Regions from separate parts of the Pan troglodytes genome. Here region 2 is linked to region 1. A link is a contact called in public Hi-C data. All regions are on one chromosome and are shown on one strand. Each heading gives the region's core, a stretch centred on a gene start, on an enhancer-like site or on the middle of the called end of the contact. The rest is flanking DNA. Distances are from core to core; before and after follow the strand shown.

Region 1 (7,706 bases), core at 3,644-6,143:
AGCAGATATAGGTGGTGATGCCCTTTACAAGGCAAGATGAGCGGGGGTGAGTGGGGATAGCCTTCTTGGGCAGGTGAGGGAGAACAGTACCATGGTCCAATCAACCCTTGCCCTTTTGAACACATGAAGCTGGAGATGTTTGTCAGATGTCACAGGGGCAGTCAGAACCTCGAGTTGGAACACATGGGACATGTCTGGGCTCAAAAAAATTTGTGAGTCACCAACACATGGATGCTATGTAATACCAAGAGAATGGAAGAGATCACCTGAGGAGAGGGCTCGGAGAGAAAAGTGGCCCAGGATCAGCCCCAAGGAACAGAGGAGGAATCAGCAAAGAAGACAGGGAAGGAGTGGCTAGAGAAGCTGGTAGAAAACAGGAGAGCACAGCGCCCTGGAAGCAAGAGGACAGAGCACTTCTGGAGAGTGGTAACTGTCAATTACTGCTGGGATAGAGTAAGACAATGCAGCAAAGAGATTGCTTTGGATCTGGCAACATGGAAGTCACTGGAATCCACAGAATAAAGCTGGTGGCATAAGAATGCCCCTCCTCCACCACCACTGAGGAAGCACCAGCTCCCTGCTCTTTCCAGAGGCTCCAGCACTTGACATGGGAAATGTCTGGGCTCAAGTTCCTTTCTTTGAACTGCTGTTACCCCACCTGTAAAATGAAGATGGTGAATTCCACTTCCTAAAAATTATCTGGGGGGCAGATGTCTGTACTGTGTGAGTGGCCACAATAATCATCACTATAATTCAACGCCACCACCTATGATTTGTTGGAATGTTCTCTCCCAGATACACTGTAATCGCCTGCCTGTTTGTCTCCACTGCCGATCCTAGTGTGAGCTACCATGACCTTTCACCTGGCCACTGAACTGGCACCTAACAGTGTCCACTCTTGCGCTCCGTTCCCTGTAAGACATCGTTTCCTGATTAAAGCCTCCGATAGTTTCCCAATGCTCTTAGGATAAAGACAGCTTCCTCACTTGGCGGAGAAGGCCCTAGGTGATGCGCCCTGCTTGCCTCCCAACAGCTCACAGCCTCTGCTTTCCCTTCGTGGACTTCTTTCGGTTCCTCAAGTGTGCTGGGTACCATATCCTTTCCTGCTGCAGGGCCTTTCCACAGGCAGTTCTGTGTGGTGACCAACCTTGACAAGAGTTTTGATGAGACTATTTTTTTTTTTTTTTGAGATAGAGCCTCTCTCTGTCCTGCAGACTGGAGTGCAGTGGTGCAATTTTGGCTCACTGCAACCTCCACCTCCCGGTTCAAGCAATTCTCCTGCCCAGCCTCCTGAGTAGTTGGGATTACAGGCACCCACCACCACGCCCAGCTAAATTTTGTGTATTTTTAGTAGAGACGGGGTTTCGCCCTGTTGGCCGGGCTGGTCTCAAACTCCTGACCTCAAGTGATCCGCCCACCTCGATCTCCCGAAGTGCTGGGATTACAGGCATGAGCCATCGTGCCCAGCCTTGATGAGACTTCTGATGCAGTGGCAGCACCCTTCCTTCCTCCTCTTCTAGTTATCTCCTAGTCAGCTCTTGGCTTAACAGCCCTTCCTCAGGGAAGGTTTCCCTGAATCCCCAGGTCAGGTCCCCTCACTTTTTCTAGGCCTCATGATACCCTGTACACTTCCTCCAGAGCCCTCCTTGCAATTCTGTATTTCTTTGAAGAATCACTTGATGTTTTCCTTCCTTACTGAGCAACCCACAGGCAGGGATTTTGGCTGTATCCGTAAGGCAGAAATAAAGGAACATATTACCTCACTAAGCCCCAGCAATGATCCTAGAAAGGAGGTAATAACATCCTCCAATAAGAGACAAGGAAACTGGATCCAACAGAGAAAGCATCAGGGCCTACAGCCGGGAATCTCAGGAGCCTGGTGCAGTGAGGGCTGCCTCTCCGAGTCCACACTCGGTCAGCTACACTACACTAGGCCCATATGAGTGACTGTCTTTGTTACCGTCTCACCCTCTTCCCGGGGGCTGGCCACAGTCCACTTACCCAGAATTCAGGAAATAGAACACACAGAGCTGCTCCGGCAGGGTCTCTGACAGCCTCTGCGCATAGTCCACGATGTTGTCATGCAGGTACCGGCTGTTGGTGTTGAGCACCTGGTTCTGCTCATGTGCTGCTTGGACCACGAGAGGGTGGCAGTGCCCAACTGGAAGAGGGCCGCCTCCGTCACACGGCTGGCTCCACTCAGCCAGTCCCACTGGGCCTCCCCCAGCCCCAAGCTATAAACCCAGCCAGAAGAGATGTAGTTCTAGAGGGAGAGGTAGAAAGAGGGCAGTCTGAAGGCAGAGCAGGGAGAGAGAAGCTGGTTCTGGAAAGGCAGATCCAGGAGTTCCTGAGATTCTGGCAGAAGGAAAGCCGCTTCAGCAGAAGAACCCTGTCTAGAAAGCCCATGTCTTTAAGGAGGACTTTTTTTTTTTTTTTAACAGGGCCTTACTCTGTCACCCAGGCTGGAGTGTATGGTGTGATCATGGCATTCACTGCAGCCTCACACTCCCGGGCTCAAGTGGTCCTCCCACCTCAGCCTCCTGAGCAGGTGGGGCTATAGACACCAGTCACCATGCCTGGCTAATTTTTAAGTTTTTTTTGGTAGAGACAAGGTCTCATTATGTTGCCCAGGCTGGAAGGCCTTTTGAGGCTTGTATGACAAAAGTGGGGTGGGGGGTGACTGTCAACTGGTTTCACTTCACCAGCCAAGGGGGCTGGTGGTAATCTTGATTGTCAAAGGCCAAGGATAATAACAGTGAATATGTACTGAGAGCTCACCATGTGCCAGGCACATTCAGAGCAAGCTACATAAATTAACACACTTAATTCTCCAAACACCTTAAAGTGGGTACCTAGTATCATTATGTCTTTCACAGATAAGCAAACTGAGGCACTGAGAATTAAGTAACTTGCCCGAGATCACAAGTTAGTAAGTAGGGGACAGGGATTTGAGCCCAAGCGGTCTAAGACTAGAGTCTCTGCTTTTTTTTTTTTTTTAACCTCAACTTTATTCATCTTCCATGTGCCTGCTGAGTCTCAGACTCCCTTTCTTTCCATCAGCTCTGGCAGCCTCATCAAGATGACTGAATTCCTACTTCAGCTCCCTTGCCTAGCACCTGAGATGGCCAATGGGGCTGAAGCACTGCCATGACCCCAGCACTTGGCCAGCACTGTGCTACGTTGCTGGTCACAGCCGGGCCATCTGCCACTTTGTGAGCTCATCATCAGTCCCAAGTGGAACTAGACTCACAGACCTAGATTGCTGACCCCTGCCTGGTTTAGCACAGCTCCAGATTGCAGAATTCCACAGCTATATTGCAAAGGCTGAGCCTCCTCTGCATATTGACAGTGCCTCAACTCCACCCAGGTTCTCCACACCTCTCGGCAATCTCAGGTCACCTTGGGACCAGGTTCACAGCACTGCCTTCCTCTCCTGCCCTGCCAGCTTGAGGTGTGATACTGACCGTGCGCCACATTGCTGATGCAATCGATGTATTCTGCCCCCTGTTCATCGTACATGTACTGCCCTTGGGCCCGGACAATCTTAACAGGATCCTCGGGAAAAAAGAGTCTGCAGGAAGAGCTGTGGGGACAGGCAAGGAGTGGACAGCCATGTCAGACCGAAAGGGTGAAGTCTACTCATCACAGACCCCCGCCCACCCCTTCCCAGTTTCTGGTGGGGAGGAAATGAAAGCTTGAAGGGCAAGGTGCTGCTTCCCTGCCTTGTCTCTCCACTCCACAGGTGGTTGCAAAGGAGGAAGCAGATGGGGTAACAAGTTGCTGAAACTTAGAATTGTTTCTTAAAGCATTTTAAGCCTCTGTGGCCTCCTTGCTCATTTCTGCATGTGGCCACGTCAGTCTCCTGGATCCTGAGAAAAGGTGGCTGCCCCGTCCCACGGGGACTCCATAAGGCCGCGTGTCCTCGATGGGATGGGACAGGGCACCAACATTAGGTGCCTGGCTCTCAGCCCTAAACAGCTCCTTGCCAGCCACGTGGTCCTGCTGCCCCTCGCTGGGTGCCAGCCCTAAGCTCCAGTGGGAGGCTACCTCACCCACCGTCCCACCGAGGGCCCCCTCACAGGTCAAGTGTGCTGCCTGTGAACCGACTCCCCCGACTGTCCCTTGTCTGCCCTTTCAGCCCCCTCCCAGGTCACTCTCGAGCCAGGCCCAGGTGCTGCTGACGGGCCACCCTGGGTGAGGTCCTCTCAGGCGCCAGGGTGAAGGTCTTCTCCGGAGTAAAGGCTGCCAAGCGAGGCTGACACAGCCGAACAGCGGTGAGGGCGGGGCCGTCTCCTGAACTGGGCGGCCTGGAGACGGCGCTGTCGGGGAGGCGGCCCCGGAGACCACCCGCCGGGACCGCCCAACGGCGCCGCCCGCTTCGGGCCCTACAAGCTGCAGCGGGGCCGGGGCAGTGGCCGGACGGGATGGGTAGCAGCGGCTTCCTAGCGGGAGGCGCGTGCGTGGCGCGTGCGTGCGTCGTGCGTGCGCGTGCCTCTCCGCGCAGCCCCGCGCCCCCCGCCGCCCGCCCCCCGCCCGGGTACCTGATGAGCCGTTGCCTCAGGGCCAGGGTGTCGGCCTTCGGGCGCTGGTCTGCGGCCATGGTGGGTGGCCGTCAGTCGGTGCCGTGACGCCACGCGGAGACGTCGCCGCGCGGGCTGGGCCTCCAAGGCCCCGCTCCGGGCCCCGCCCCTGCCTGGGTCGGGATTTGGGGCTCAGGTTCGCACTCGGCCCCGCCCCCAAGCGCCCGCGTTGCGGTGGTTCATTTCTTCGCTTGCCCGCTGGGCCTGGCAGCCTTCCAGCCCGTGGTCGTGTCTTGGCAGTCCCGCGCAGGAACTCGAGCGCTACCCCGTCTCTGGTTCCGGGACGCGCCCCGCCGGCCCCGCCCCGCCGGCCCCGCCCCGCCGGCCCCGCCCCGCCGGCCCCGCCCCGCCGGCCCCGCCCCGCCGGCCCCGCCCCGCCGGCCCCGCCCCGCCGGCCCCGCCCCGCCGGCCCCGCCCCGCCGGCCCCGCCCCGCCGGCCCCTGCGGCCTCCCTTCCGGGAAAGGGTCCCGGACGACCCCGCCCCTGCTCCTGGCGCCCAGGCGGGGCTCGGAGCTCCTGCAGGCCTTCCCTGGGCCAGACTCAGTCTTTGAGTCGCCTTGTGCATAAAATGGGATGAACTGTGAGGCCTAAGTGCGAGTATGTGACTGGTACCTTACCCGGGCCTGGTACACAGTAGGGGCCTCAGGGTGGGAGAAGCAGGTCCTAGGTTTTCCCAGCCCCATGAAGGGGCAGCAGGAAGAGCAGAAGGAGAGCCCAGGGTCCCTTCTGGGGCTGACCAAGGAGATCACCATGGGCTTGACCTTCAGGGCACCATAGTTCCTGCTAGAATCTAGGCAGGGTGAACCGGACGAGCTATATCAACGCTGAGAGAATCATGCAGTGTTTGGGCAAGAAGAGAGGTTGGGAATCCTCCTTGTGGTACATGTCGGTGACCCTGAAGCCCAGAAAGGGAAAGGGTTTTGTTGTCAGACACGCAGCAAGGCTGCAGAGGCTGGACTCCTACTGAGGTCTTCTTGACTCCCAGCCCAGGGAGTGAGAAGAAAAGGCCTCCCAAGGGGCTGGGATATGAGAGAAAAGCCCCCTCTTGGGGTGAGGCACTGGGGCTTTCTGCCTTGAAGAACCCTGGAACACGGGCCTGGGACTGCAGCAGGTGCAGGGGAGGCTCCTGATTGTCCCTTCTTTCTGTCCACATCATGATTCCCAGGCCTCTGCTTCACTCCCTCATTGCTGATTTCTTCTCTTCCCAATACAGTTGTAAGATGCATAAGGCATTTATTGAACTCTTGACCTCAGATGATCTGCCTGCCTCGGCCTCCCAGACTGCTGGGATTACAGGCCGGGTGAGCCACCGCACCCGGCCAATTAAGGCATTTATTAAAGAACATTTGGAGTTTCTTTTTTCTTTATTGTGTAAAATATACATAACAAAATTTTACCATTTTAACCATTTTTAAGGATACAATTCAGTGGCAAAAGTACATTCACATCGTCGTGCAACCATCACCACCATCCACGCAACAGGACTTTTTCATCTTCCCTAAAAGAATGGAATTTCTTATTTTTAACTGTAAAGCTGAATTGAATATTTTACATGATTTTTGGAAAAAATTCTTCCCAAATTAACTGCGAGGTTAACTGCTTGTGGCCTGTATTTTTTTTTTTTAAAGAAAGGGTCTTATTCTGTTGTTCAGGCTGGAGTGCAGCATTGCAGTCTCTACCTCCCTGGGATCATGTGATCCTCCCATCTCAGCCTCCCAAGTACCTGCTACTACAGGTGCACGCCACCATACCCAGCCTGTACTTCGTTTCTGAGGATCAAGACCTCACAGACCGTGTGTGTGTTTGTGTATTTGTGTGTGTGTGAGTCCTATTTGGGGCCCGCCTTTCAGCCCTGTCTTGCAGCCCAAACTCCAGCCACAGCTGTGGCCCCGTGCAGCTCAGAGGAATCGGGTTGGCTCAGGGGCTTTTCCTGCTTTAAGGCAGAGGGTGAGAAGGCTGTAGCTGGGCCCAGCTAACATCTCACCTGCTCCTGGGTCAAGAGGTGATATAGTTGGAGGTCAGACCAGGTTGAGCCATTTCCTGGGCCAGGAGTATCTTCTAGCATGGCACAGAACACCAGGAGGCCTCACCTTCTTCCTGCTCAGAAAAGCCCACTCCTTGTCTCTGGCCCTGTGCCAGGCACTCATCTGTCCTTTATTTCATGCCTGGCCCTCTAGGCAATGTTGGAGTCCAAGAGGGTAGGGGATGGAAGTGGCTGAGTCAGGATTTGAACCCAGGGCATGGTGTTTCTCAACAGGGTTGGCACTGGGATTCTTGTTGAGATGATTTGTCACTGGGTAGGATTGTCCTATGCATTTTAGGTGTTTGCTATCCCTGGCCCTGCCCCCTAAATGCCCAGGTGTCCTGCAATCATTGTGCTAACCAGAAGCATCCCATGTATTCCTAGTGGTCTCCTAGGGACCAGGAGGAAAGAGACCTGGTAAGTCCCCTTCACATTCATCTATAAAAAGGGATCGTTATCCTTGTGGTTAGTTTAGCTGTCATGGTACAGCAGGGCTCAGTAAATGTACTTCTCTCTCTTCCAGAAAGGGGTACTTTGAGGCTGTACTGCCTTTCTTGGCAGGAGGCCTGAGGCCCCCCAGTCCTTGAGTCTCAGCTGTGAAGCAGGGTGCTCCCCAGTGTCTCGGCTGGGACCTTGAACAAATCATTGAACCCTCTACTGCCTCTGTGCTCTCCCCGGGCACTTTGAGGACTCAGCCCACTCTACATTTTTAAGCTTGCAGTTGAAACGTTTGCAGCCATCAGGATACAAGGTATGAGACCGCAAGGGGGCAGCAGTGGGCCAAGAATGCCCCATCCTGCCTAAAGGAGCAGGAGAGACCCCCTCAGAAGACTGGGGAAGTGGGGGAACACATGGCTTCTACCCCACGAGGATCTACCTGCCAATCACCCAGCATCATGGAGCTGCCTATCAGATTCCATGCTCTGCCAGACAAGTTTCAGAAGGACATATGAGAGGACAAACCCAAGAGCCTAGGTGCAGTCCCAAGCCTGCCACTATGTCCTGGCTGTGCATCCCTGGCCAGGTGACTACCCTCTCTGAGCCTCAGTTTTCCCCTATGTAAAATGGGCATATTGACACCTATCACACAAGCTCTGGGCTTC
Region 2 (7,706 bases), core at 2,347-4,846, 360 kb after region 1:
AAGGAAACAAATGTAGCTATGATTTACACTGCATCTCCAGTTGTGCCATGGAATTCAAAAATAGGCATCTTAATTAAAACTGACAGCAGAGAGCAGCCCTGACAAGTAGACAAACCACCAAAGAGGCTGAAAAATCTCCATTTGACTCTGGGTTGACAGTATTTAACCAATATACAGAGTTGATAAGAGAGAAGGAAAATGCATAAACTTTACTCGAGTCTCTGGGCTTTTCTTGTTTTCAAACTGATTGGTCTGGACAATGGAAGGCCAACAGCCAACAATAAATCCATTGTAAGCTGGCATGGTCTCCTCTGAATACAACTAAATATTTCTTTAATCCTTGCATTACATTTTTTACTGTATTATGAAAGCCATGTATTCTAAAGTTTTAAGCTTTTATAACATTGTAACTATAGGTATAAGATGGGGGGATTGATTACTTAGGCAACCTATTTAAAGCACTTTAAGAGGAAAATATTAGATTTTTTTGCATGAATATTTTCACATCATAGTGAAGAAGATACGATCGTTCATGGCTCTTACTCAGAAATCTTGTTTATCTCTTCCTTTGTGTGCCATGGGAAGGGTCTTTAATGATCATGAGTTGACATGAATATTCCTTTCTTGTAGCTTCTGTATCTTCATTATCGGGCACATCAGCCAGTCCCAGAAAAAGTTATTTCACAGTTCTGTTCCCAAGGGAACAAAGAGAGTGGGTCCCATATTAACAGTGGCTTTTGTTGGCTTTTTTTCCCCTGACATTAAAGCCATGTATGGTTGGCAAGGATGTCTTTTCTTTAATGTGGACATGGTTTCTGCCTCTGGTTCTCTGGAAACGAGTTTGCTGTAGGACAAGCTGCCCGCACACTTACATACACAACTACTTCAGCGCTGGCTTAAAAGAGGCTTCACTGAGAACAAATCAGAACTGAAAAACAGCTTCAAGTACAAATGTTCTTTTCTTCCGAGATTTTCAGTTCAATATTTATTTGGCTTTCATATCTAATGGCTTGAAAAAGTATCTATACATCTAATTAGAGTTAATTACTCACTCCCTGTATGTGCCTCCCACCGTGCTCTCCTCCCAGCCAAGGAACTCATTGTTACCAGCCAGGCTGTGTACATTTCCCATCCAGTGACATTTACAAGAAGAATAGCTTCTAGCAGAAACAGGCTGGTACCCTAAGAGAGAGAAGCTGTCTCACAGGGGCCACCCAAACAACCAGAAGTTCAGCCCCAACTGCACTCATACTGCACCATCTCTGACTCTCCACTGGCGGGAAAACCCAGCCAGCTTACACTCCACGCACAGCATGCGCCTCAGATACCCAGCTGGGATTAGCGAGCAGGACCACGTGTGAATGGCACAGCAAATTCTCCAGAATACAGGGTTCCCTGGATTCTAAGTTTTTCTCTTGCCTTTCTAATCAAGAACAGAGAGAGAGAGAGAGAACACACACCCTGTCCAATAACTCATTGTTCAAGCACTATAGTTCACCCAGGTAAAATCCAGTGCAGCCGGGAGGGGGGAAGCCTGGGAGAGCAACTGCACAGTCTCTCCCGCTGAAGTTCAGGACTCAAAAATCAACACTTCCCAGCAGTGGCTGCCTGCCCAGGATGCCCCTCCCTCCTAAAATAGACACAATTTGTAGTTCCTTGTAAAATGGTTGTATCAGGACTTCTGATTTACTCAATCAGGGCTTGCGGTTTATTTTTAGCAAATAAGAGAGGCCTCCTATGAGAAAGAGCAGCCACACTTATAGCACTAACAGGTAGAAACTTTACTGGCCCTCCATAAATCAATTCAACACCCTGGTCTCCAGGGATTTGCCAAAAGCTAATGGGCGGCAATTATGAAACCATCGCCAGGAGTTTCCAGCAGGGCTGAGAGAGTTTTAAGTCTGCAGGCCCTTTCAAGGGTAAAATAGGAAATCATTTCATGAAGCAGCAATTTTACCCAGAACCCAGCTAGAAGAGATGTGATCCTAGCTTAAATTAAAGTGACTAAGAAACAGGTGGGGTGAACAAGGAGGTGTGGTACGCAGTCATCTTCTCCCACTTTCCTTTGGAGTCCAAAGGAACTCAACATTGGAAACACAGCTGGACACGTTAATAAAGATCCCAGCTGGGCAGTCTAGGGAATTGGGGGTGTACAGGCCAGTCCTCCCTCTCCTCCACCTTGAAACCCTGCCTGTTTTCACACAGCAATTGAGGATGCCCCCTTGGACAGTGACCTTGGGGTCTGGGGCAGCCATCTATCCCAGGAGGAGGAGGAAGGCTCGGCAGGGGAGGCTCTGGCCAGCCCACCAGGGCCTGTCCAGTTTTGTGGGGAGGGGAACTGCCGCACATGCCGTACAAAAGGTGGAGGCTTTGACCAACATGCTGGGTGAGGGCTTTGAGGACCCAAAGGTGGCTCTTTCTTTGAAGACACACAGCAGCAATCTTAACCCTTAGAAGTGTCACAGAGCCTCATATGAGCTTTCAAGTAAGCTGTGGAAGTCGCGATTCCCAGGTAAGGGACGGGAAACTCCGGATGTCCTGCGAGCCCACACCCCAGATGGCACCGCCTGAAACCAGAGTCCAGGTCCTCCACCCCCGATTGTTTCTCCTTCCCCTCATCTTACCAAGTCATGTGGGCGCCCCCACCCCCATCCCCGAGGCCTCAGTGCGACGGTGACGGCTCAGTCTTGGGGCCTGAGCTGCTGGAGACACACTGGAGCACAGCGGGGCCCAGCCCTCGGGCCTGTCTGAGGCTTTCCTCCGCCGTGACCACCGCCTCTCCAGGTGTACCAGCGTTGGTTAGGAACAGTAGGTGCTACTGGTCACAGTCACCAGATACTTCCCACGAGCCTCATCTTTATCCCCGACTCTGGCCGCCGGCGGGAAGCGGCGTGTCCGAGCGCACACCCCGTGGAGACTGACCCTAGGTCTGTTACTCCAAAGTCCCTGGTCTCTCCTTCCCCTTTCTCGCGGCCGCCTGCCTGGCACGGGACCCTGAGGCCGGAGCGGAGACCGCAAAACCCCTTGGGGCCGGCACCCCCAGCCTCCGCCTTGGCGCAGACGCGCCCATCTCTGGGACGGCCCCGAGCGCACGCAGCCCGCGGGCGACCCTCCTCCCAGAGACCTGCAGGCTGCCCCCGGCTCCCAGCGTACCGCCACCCTCAACCCGACACACCCAAGTCCGCCCCAGCCACGCGCCAAGACGCTCACCTCCCGCAGCAGGCGCTCCAGGTGCGGCTCGGCCCAGGCGTCCAGGGCGCCTGGCGGCCCCGCGCGCCGCAGCAGCTCCCGCTCCTCCTCGAGCGCCGCCACCCGGCCCTGCAGCGCGGCCGCCTGGACACCCAGCAGCAGGCAGGCAGCCGCCGAGCCCACGGAGAGCAGCAGGCACAGCGCGCTCACCGCCCGGGACCCGGCCGTCGTCGCCGAGCGCCCTCCGCCGCCGCCGCCCGCCGCATTGCCCTTCCCCGCGTCGCCGCCGCCACCGGCGCGCTCGCCTGGGCCCATGGCGCGTTCGTCGCGCGTGGACTCTCCGAGGGGGCGGTGCTGCTGGGGCAGAGGCTGAGTGCGAGAGGAGCAGGCGGGACAGCCCGAGGCACGAGGTCCGCCGGGCGCGGGGGTTAGCCTCCGGGTAGCAGCGGATCGCCGCGCACGCCCCTTTCGCCGCAGCCAGCTCCTCCACAGCGGCCACTTTGGGCAGTTTCCTCTATGCAAATAGACCCTGCCAGAAAAGGAGCAGGGACCCACCCAGGGGAGGAGCGGCCGGGCTGGCCCCGCGCGGCGAGGGGGCGGGGGCGAGGAAGGAGCTAGCTCCTCGGAGCCACCCGTCGGCGCCAGGCTGATCCCACGCGCAGCGCGCACCTCTGCCCTCACCTGTCCCGGGCGCCGGCACCCGCCCCCGCACGCACCTCTGAGGCTTCCCCAGCCCAAGTCCGCACTGTGGACCCCAGAGGTCGGAGGGGAGCCCAGCGACACCGCGCCCCTTCTGCAGCCCACCCCTGGCTGGAGCACCCACCACTCGTGCCTTAGCACATTCCTCTAAACTTGTGAATTACCTTTCTGACACTTGTAAAAGTTCAAAACTTCAAATCCTGCAAAAAACTTAGTGGGTCTGTCCTAGGTGGTGGATTAGCGCCGCTTCGTGGCGGAAAGCGACCTCTGCGCACTCACATTGAGAGAGGCAGGGTCGAGATTGCGCCAAACGGAAATACGCCTCTTAGAATCTTCTCACGAGTTCTTAGCTGCCGGACTTCGGTGCGGGAAACAAAAATGGTAAGACTGTTTCTGGCCTGGAGAGGGCTTTTGAGAAAACTGAGACTATAACGAATGGGAAAGATTCAGAAAATGAACTTCAAGTCTTGTTCAACTGATGACTTAATTCTGTATCAGACGCCCAACTTGGCCAAAAATTATGATCTAGTATGCACCACACTTAACCTGTACTGCGATTCTGCTGCAAATTTAAATCACAGGGCTGAGGCAAGAAGGCTGTGGCGTACAGCCTGGGTCCAGAGAACAGAATGAGTGGCACTAACGAGTCTTGGCAGGAAAGGGAAGAACTGCTGGAAGTCAGGCTGGGTTCAGATTCCTACCAGGCATATTCATGTCCTAAATGGGTCCCAGGTAACTCTTTCGCTAACTCCTGTAATACCTAAATGAAACAACAAACCAGCCGTTCAGATCTTTGTGATTTGAGTAACCCCCCAACCATTTTCTTTTTAAGAAAAATAACGTTATATCCATCTTCCCTCTCACTATCTGGATATCTTCTGGTTATCTCATTTCTGTGGATACTCACCTTTTAGAACTGTTGAGCGCCTCTGGCTAACATGTTCCGTCTCCTTCCCTTAATTCAGAGGGGAACCCCTGAGATGGCCGGGGGTTATGGTTGATAGACTTGGCTCTGTGCTAAGGTCTGGTGTATGCCCAATAGAATGAAAAGTTGGCCTCATTCTGAAAAGAGGCCAACACCCTCTTACAAGTCAGCACTACATTTCTTACAGGCACATAAACTGCACACCACCTACCTATGTTAATGTTACTGCATGTATTGTTTGCCATGTTCCTGAAGCTTCTGTGTATTGAAAAAGCCAAGCTCACTGGCCCCTGGGCCTCTGCCCTTGCCTACCACCTCACTACCTGCATTCCTGCTCTCAGATCGTTAAACGGCAAGCCCCTCCTCATCCTCCAGGTCAAGGTTCTCAACCTCACTGCTTCTAAAAGACCTTCCCAGACTGCCCCATTTAAGGTGGCCCACAAGATTCATCAGGGAATTGGGGTGGCTGAATTAAGATGGAAATACTGTCTACAACTCATTCTAAAAGGCAAAAAAGAAAATGACTTACTTGTGTCCATTAGGGTCCTGGAAGAATAGATGGCATCCTCAGAGAGGGTGACTCAAGACAGCCTGAATGTAGAGCCAATTCACAAAGTGGAGATCAGAGGGGCCAGCAGGGGAGGCCGAAGCAGCACTCTGCGGGTATTGACAGTGGGAGGCCATTACCATCCCTAACTGGGAACCCTGGGGAACTCAGAGCTATAGAAGAGGGCTGCTCCACAGCACCTGTGGCCCTTGGTTAAGGGGAACAGCCTCTGCAAAGCCATGGCTTGAAAGGGAGGGAGCTCACAGAATAAATACTCAACTGCTCTCTCCTGCTCTCTGATCTACTGGGGCCTTTCAACGACCAAACCTCCAGGGCAGAGGCCAGCCTCCTAGAGGGCAGAGAGCAGAGGCAGAAGGAAGAAGGGCAGATCTTGAGGGGGAATAAAAGAATATCCACTAACCTATCGTGTGTAGCATCACCTAACAGGTAGACAGCACTTACACCAATCCCGCTGCTGCTGCCTATGAATGGCTAACCTGTCAGCAATAGACTAAACAAGGTACTCCTCAGGCAGACTAACTGGCCACGTGGTGGCAAAACAGCTACTTTGGATTCCCTCCTTCCTGCAAGGACCAGTGGTTTGCCCCTCACAGGGACAGCACCAGCTGTGGGCTTGTCTTTCCTGCCTGCAGAGCCTCAGCCAGCATTGCTATCCCTACAGAATGCCCAACCCACAGGTACAGGATCTCACACACCACCACACCCAACCAGGGTACCCATTTTACAGTAAAGGTCTGGGGCTGAACCCATGGACCAAGGAATCCACTGGTTGTGTTGCATCCTGCACTGGTCAGGAGCAACCAGCCTCACAGAATACTGGAACTGCCTTCTGAAGGCACAGATGAAGCACCAGCGCAGAGGCCACTCCCTGAAGGATTTAGTGCCATCTCTCAGGATGTAGTGTGTGTGTTAAATCAGGAACCTCTGTATGATGCTGTGCTCCCAGTAAGAATACGTGGGTCCATGAACCCACGGGTAGAAGCACTAGCCATCCCTCCCCATGACCCCATGGGGGATGTTATGCTTCCTGTTAGAGAGTTGGAGGTCCTAGTTCTCAAAGGGGTTACATTCTTGCCAGGGGACACAGTAGGGGTTCCATTAAACTATAAGCTATTGCTGCCACCCAGGGCACTCTGAACTCTGTATATAGGGACCTGAAATCAAGACGGCACCATTTGGCAGAGGCAATTGACCCTAATGAGGAGGAAGAGGTAGGGCTGCTTCCATACAGGGTGCAGGAAAGAATAGGCCAGGCACCTCATGATAACGCCTTTGCCCAATTACAACTGGAACAAAAATGTGTAGCAAGCCTGACCTGATGATCTACAAACGCTCAGACTCTTGGAGATAAAGGGAGCATATCAAACTATTTTATAAAATAGGGATTATTTGGGTCAGATAGGGTGGACAACCACTGAAGAAGGAATGTTAATAATGAAAAGGTTCAAATATGTTCAAACTGCTGTTCAAGAAGGCATGGATATGTAATCCAGTTTATAAAAATTTTCAGCAGAAAATTGTTTAAATTAAGCCACAAGGTTTAAAGGGATAGCAAAGGGTGTTGCGTTTTTTTTTTTTTTTAATAAGGTAATGTTATTTAAAAAAATTTTTTTAAGAAGGCAATGTTAAAAAAGGCACCAGGTTTTGATTCAATGCCCAGATTCTAGTTCTGGCTTCACTAATATCTCACAGTATAAACTGAAACAAGCTATAGACCCTCACTTTTTATTTATTTATTTATTATTATTTTTTTTTAGAGGTGGGGGTCTCGCTATATTGCCCAGGCTGCTCTTGAACTCCTGGGGTCGAGCAATCCTTCTGCCTCGGCCTCCCAAATGCTGGGATTACAGGGGTGAGCCACCATGCCTGGCCACCTTTTTGTTTTTAAAACAGAGATATTGACATGGACCAGATTTACTATCTGACTATTTAAAACAACTAAAAAGCCAAAAAAAAAAAAAAAAAACTGTATAAAAACAGCAGTTTTCGAGACACCAGACATCAGGCATTAAAAGCCAGTGATCCTTTGGAGACAGGAAACAAAGTGAACCCAAGGACTGCCCTGGGTTCCTACTCTGGAGAGATTTTCCAGGACACAGTGCAGGTAGAGCCAGCGGAAGGTGAAGAGAGAAAGCTGAGTCCAGGGAGGCCAAAGCAGTTAGAATTTGCAGAGGAGAGGACAGGAGAGGGGAGAGCTGCACAGAGAATTAGAGATCTGCAGCTGGTTCCCCTGAAGCCTTCACCTGAGAACTCATCAGCATCCCTGTATGAGGAAACTACCAGAGGCCAGGACGGAATAACCCAAAAGGATTAGACTCTAATAAC

Evidence for each region. Hi-C and Micro-C count contacts between places; a contact is called where the count stands out from the background.
Region 2: a contact with region 1 is called in a Hi-C map of induced pluripotent stem cells, with 3 times the contacts expected there. The contact joins the promoter of COL23A1 here to the promoter of PHYKPL in region 1. A contact is called at or near these places in 2 of 7 Hi-C or Micro-C datasets (induced pluripotent stem cells and stem cell-derived neural progenitor cells) and 1 of 1 datasets of contacts at active chromatin or transcription factors (stem cell-derived excitatory neurons).

The regions. Positions count from the first base shown.
Region 1 is chr4:175,699,728-175,707,433 of NHGRI_mPanTro3-v2.0_pri, forward strand. It overlaps PHYKPL (5-phosphohydroxy-L-lysine phospho-lyase), which reads right to left and starts at 4,894. Exons shown (of 12, transcript XR_008548306.2): 1 at 4,542-4,894; 2 at 3,465-3,583; 3 at 2,002-2,161.
Region 2 is chr4:176,059,016-176,066,721 of NHGRI_mPanTro3-v2.0_pri, forward strand. It overlaps COL23A1 (collagen type XXIII alpha 1 chain), which reads right to left and starts at 3,597. Exons shown (of 29, transcript XM_024356856.3): 1 at 3,211-3,597. The coding sequence starts at 3,504.